Linked DNA regions of Gossypium hirsutum: region 2 is linked to region 1. The links are chromatin contacts, called in public Hi-C maps. All regions are on one chromosome and are shown on one strand. The core of a region is the stretch at or near the end of the contact, and the rest is flanking DNA. Distances in the headings are between cores, read along the strand shown.

Region 1 (2,798 bases), core at 223-2,722:
TAGCACAATCCAAAGCGCCGGCGTAAGGCGGCTTTTGCCCTGCCTCCACCTTCATGTTCATCACCCTTGTTTTTATCACATCAACAGGATTGGACGCCACTGCCGCAACAAACCCGGCTGAAAAGCTCGCTGCCACGTGTGTCCCCAGCCCATCTTTCATCAGCCCGTTTTCCAAAATCATCTCTTTGATCTGATCGTAGGAGGCAAGCTGCGATGCCGTCACCAACATCGCACGATTCACCGTCAGCGACGAGCCGCGCCACAAGGAGGTCACGCCTTCTTGTTTGGTCATGCGTGTGATGGCGTCGACAACGCTGGTATAGTTACGACGTTGAGATACGGGAAGGCGTCCGTCAGCTTGCATTCGCACCATCGCCACGTCGGCTGGGTTCCCAACGGCAGCGCCGATCCCTCCGGCGATTAGCCCGGCGGTGATTTTCCGCGAGAGAGGCATGGTTTTGGTCTCTTTATCAGTCCACTTCTGTTTCAGGATGTCGTAGAGTCCCATGCGGGTGGTGGAATAGAGGGTCTGGCGGAGGACGGTAGCAGAGACGCCAGAAAAAAGAGCAGCGACGCCTTCGGTCCGGAAGATCTTGATCCCGGTGGCCACAGGTCCAACACGCGCCGGCGGAGGAGGCATGTGGATAGCAGAGGAAGTAGTAGTAGTGGTTGTCTGAAAGGCTAAAGCAGGGCGGAGTGTTTGAACAGCCGGATTGGGAACATGGCTTTCACCCTGGAGCTGCATTCGGACTTTGATCAAATCAAGCGGGTGGGTCGAACACCCGGCCACGATTGAGGCTATGCCTCCTTCAACAAAACTCTTCACTCCCATAGCGGCACTCTCAAAGAAGATCTAAACTCAAATACTTAAGAACTTTACCAAAATTTGCTTGCAAATCAACAAGGCAATTACTTTGTTTCAAAAAGGAAATAAAAGAAGTTTAAACAAAAAATCAATAGAAGAAAAAGAAAGAGATGGAACTATTAAGACCAGTTGGAATTAGGGTTCATCTCACTGGAAACCAGGAGATGAGAATGGAGACCAAAAGCTATTGAAGAAGAGTGGGGAACGTTAGGCCTTTGAGACATATGCTAACCAAGAAAAATCAGCTAATGAATGGGGTGATTTGCTTTGTGGGCAGGGGAACGTATTTATAGCTGCGACGGCGGCGGTCACGTGGTTCGGCTAAGGCACATGGGAAATACGGGTGTTGCGGGAAACTTGGAGGGACACTTCTTGGGCCGTCTCTTATTGTATACGCGTTTTTTTGCCTCTGGTCTCTTTCTTTTTTTTGTGGGTTTCATCAAAGTCAAAAATATCCCTCAACATAGGCTGGAGCCCGCCACAGGCCTATCAGGTGGAGGTGGATGCAAGTCGGCAATTTCAAAATAATTTAGGTTATACATTTTATATGTAGTTAAGGGTTAACCCTAGTATGCTAAATACAAATTTAATCAGTTAAATAATTCGATTTTTTGAAAATTTAGAGAAATATTTTACTTTTGAAGAGAGAGTATCAATGGTTTTGTCTTTTAAGTCCTAAATTCCTCTTTTACATATATTTTTATTTTTCATTTAATGTTGTTTTAAGCTTTTTATTATTATTATTTTTAATTAATATTTTAAATATATTATTTTAAAAGTTTTTATTTTTAATTCATATTTTTTATTAATAACTTTTTTTTATAAAATCAAATAATATTATAAAAAATTATTATTCTTAATAAATATAATTTTTATATGTGTAATATTTATTTTTCAATCCATATCATGAGTGTAGTAAATTTTAGTATTTTATATATTTTTATATATATATTTAAAATATTTCATATATAAATATGATGATATTTGAAATAATTAATTGAAATATTTTATATATATAAATATTTAAAAATACCATATACACAATATAAATGAAAAATAATAAATTTTAAAATATTTTAAATATAAAAATAATAATTATATTTAAAATAATTATAATATTAGTTGGAAATTTGAGTTGAGTGAAATGGATTGGGCGGTCTCACGTTTTTTTATTCCTTATATGACTTTTGGCTTTATTTGGTTTCTTATTAATTTCATCTGCAAATACGTTCATGCATGGTCTTTGACCACTTAGGGGGTGTCTGGTATAATTACGAAACTCTATTCAATTTTCTATTAAAAATCTCTTTAAATTAACTGTGCATCTATGGTTGTTTCACTCCTAACTAGTAATTTGATTCATTCTTTTTAACTGATTATTTTGAAAACTATCAAATAAAATTAATTGCTTAGCAACTAATTAATAAACCAAATTTTTTAGTTCAAAAAGTCGTTTAATCGTCGACTGACTGATAGGTTTTTTTTTTGGTGAAATCGACCGATAGGTTTTTAATTACCAATTAATTGTCAACTTATTTATTTATTGGTTGAGATATTTGTGAAAGTGGCAGCTAAATATTTCAATTTAATCCCTTTCGAATAAAATAGCTGCAATTTAGACTCTTTCGAAAGTTAAATATTCAACTAAAACGGTAGAACTTCGTTAATATAACCATTTTTAACTCCATCGTAATTCCTGGCTTTTGCCCCGCATTTTGCGTTACAAAGGTGATGTTTTTTTTTTTTAACACAACAGCCTTAAGGAACTAATATTATAACGGAGGGCCGAAGTCATTAGACATTTTGACGTGTCGAGCTGTGATAAGGGGATGGGTAATTGCCAATCAGAGGCATAGGCCATCTCTATTTGATGGTTGTCCTTCGATGTGCCTGACTTTTTGCAGGCTGACTTTTCACAAGTGATTAGCGGTCA
Region 2 (2,877 bases), core at 298-2,797, 200 kb after region 1:
AGATTATAAATTTAATAAAGTTAACTTTTCGTATACCAAACAAATATTTTCAACATCTTTTAACAGATAATTTTATATATCCCATCAAGATATCAAAACAAGTTAAAATTTAAAAACAAAACGTAATAAAAGTATTAATGACTATTAAATATCAAATTAATAAATATTTAAATAATGTAAAAAATAAGCATATCAAACAAATTATTTTTTGGAATAGGTTTTCTTTTCTTAACAAGTAATTCAATACTTATAGGTGTTAAGGCCCCTTATATGTCTTACATCCACATTGGAAACAGGGTAATGATTAAGGAACGATTACAGGTACCTTAACATTCTTAGGTGTTGAAGTCAGTAAAAATTTTAAAACCCTATCCTTTGTTGTTTATGTGCTTTTGTAGCATTTTAACATTTAAACCAACTTTGACACTCATATGTGTCATAGTTTTTTTAAAACCCTACAAAACCAAATCTTAGACGAAAAATCTCAAAAATTTAAATAATTATCTACATCTATATAAGTCTTCTAGGCGTATTTAGAAACTATTACCTAATTTAATCTTTAAACAATGTTTTTAACTAAGAGGTGAAAATCTCGAAAATTTAAAGTGATCTTGTCACTTATAGATGTCAAGATCTTTTTGAAAATTCTAACGTAACCCTAACTGTAAAATTTATAGATATCTCATCCCACTTGTTTATTTGCATAGAAATCTAAAAATTCATCTTATATAAATATGTATATTCTATACTATCCTATGTAATTGAAAATCCTTATAAATGTTATAATGGTCGCCTCCTTATTAGGATTAGATAAAAGACATGTCGTTCACAATGCAACAACAATGGAGTGTTCTCTAGTGTCTTGGTGGTAGCACCATGAACAGCTTACAAATTCTTTAATTTGAAATATTCAAGGCTTTGAAAATGTGATTGAGAAGAAATTTGTTGATCTAAAAAAACATTTCTCATATTAACATCACCTTAATATAACATTAAAAAAAAGGTTGTATGATACTAACATGTTGCTTATTTCATAACTTCAATCATTAATGGAATTGAGATGATCCATGTACTTCGAAAAGTACATGAAAAAATAATATCTTGATAATATTAATGATGCCGATTAAAATTTAGATAATGATTAACTTGATCAATGACCAACAAATGATAATAAAAAACGTATGTTAAATATTAAAGAGTGAATAACCCAACAAATAAACACTAGAATAATTAGATAAAATTGTTTTAATTTTTTATTATATTCAAATTTAATTGTTATTAATTGTTTATTAAACTTTTTAGTATAATATTTTAAAATAAAAAACTTAATAGTAATGTAATTTAAAAAAATTAAGTTGTAATAAATTCGAATTTAAAAAATAATATTAACAATGTTAAGAGTAAGATCTAAGTTTTAAAATTTGGAAAATAGAAAACTAAAATCTTACAAATAAAAATATAAAGATTAAATTTTAATAAAAAATAGTAAAATGGTTGCATAACGTCGTCGTTTAATACGAGTGGACTACCGTTTGAAACGGCGGCCGGAGTAGGAAAAAGGCTTGTTTGTCACTGATTTTATTGAAACGAAAGGAACCCAAAACAAGCAAATGCCAGTTGCAATAACACCTGGCTATCGCTACTGCCACAAGCTCAACCACCGCCTCTCCGCCTCAATTTCCGCCCTCTCCACCGCCAAAAAACCAATGGTCACTACAGCCAGCAGCTCCGGCACCACCAGCAACGCAGGCGCCTTCACCACCATTAAAGAAACAGTAACATTCGAAAAAGAAATAAAAAAGAGCAAATTCATCGCCATTGCTGGTCCCATCTCTAACGAGCAGTCCGCTCACTCTTTCCTCAACCAATTCAAGGATCCGCGTGCCACTCACAATTGTTGGGCTTACAAGGTAATCTAATATGACGCCACGCTTTTCTATCATCTCATTCATCTTGCCTCATAATTGACCTATCAAAAGTTTAATAGGTTGGGGATCAGTATCGGTCGAATGATGACGGCGAACCTTCTGGAACGGCGGGGAAGCCGATTCATTCTGCAATTGTTTCTTCAGGTTTTGACAGAATCATGGTGGTCGTTATTAGGTATATTTATTTACTTTTGACATATATTGCCATGATCAAAATTGAAGGGACAAATAACATGAATCTTCAAATAAATTTCAGGTATTTTGGAGGAATTAAATTGGGAACGGGAGGACTTGTTAGGGCTTATGGTGGAGTGGCCTCGGAATGCTTGAGAAATGCTCCAACTTGTCTTGTAAAATCTAAAGTAAGAATGGAAATAATCTATGTATGACAATTTTAATTTTTAAATTTTATGATTTTAATATTTGGAAATGTTGATATTTAATTGGAATTTTGAAGGTTCCAATGGGAGTGGAAGTTCCTTTTGATCTTTTGGGAGTTCTATACCATCAAGTGAGCAATTTTTTCCCTGTTCAAATTAGTCCTTCTAGAGAGATTCACGAACTTGTAATTCAGATAGCTATAAATGAAAGTTAGGCCTTATGGTCTGTTTTGTTTTGTTAAAAAAAAAATTTGATATTTTATGGTTAGTGTTTAGTTCTGTTTGTTGTTTGCATATAATGTTTATAAATAAAAAGTAGAAAAATTTTATGCTTCTTTTATATAAATTTCTCTTAATGTGGTTTCTCATCCGATTATTGGCTTATAGCCGTCAGAATGTGTTGGTTATGTAATTTAGTTTCTGATCCGATTAGCATGATTGGAATGTGTGTGATTGTATAATTTAGTTTCTCATCCGTTTTCCACCATCGGAATGTGTGTGGTTGTAGTTTCTCATCTGATAATCACCATTAGGATGTTTATGAATAATGATTGTAACATCCTTGGATA

What was found. A called contact is a pair of places that touch in the nucleus more often than the background predicts.
Region 2: a Hi-C map of leaf shows a contact between it and region 1, with 3 times the contacts expected there. The contact joins the promoter of LOC107959188 here to the promoter of LOC107898655 in region 1. A contact is called at or near these places in 16 of 34 Hi-C or Micro-C datasets (anther, callus, hypocotyl and 3 more).

The regions. Positions count from the first base shown.
Region 1 is chrA11:55,135,982-55,138,779 of Gossypium_hirsutum_v2.1, forward strand. It overlaps LOC107898655 (mitochondrial uncoupling protein 5), which reads right to left and starts at 1,473. Exons shown (of 1, transcript XM_016824172.2): 1 at 1-1,473. The coding sequence starts at 832.
Region 2 is chrA11:55,339,898-55,342,774 of Gossypium_hirsutum_v2.1, forward strand. LOC107959188 (IMPACT family member in pol 5'region) reads left to right here and starts at 1,548. Exons shown (of 6, transcript XR_005905207.1): 1 at 1,548-1,910; 2 at 1,988-2,103; 3 at 2,185-2,290; 4 at 2,386-2,439.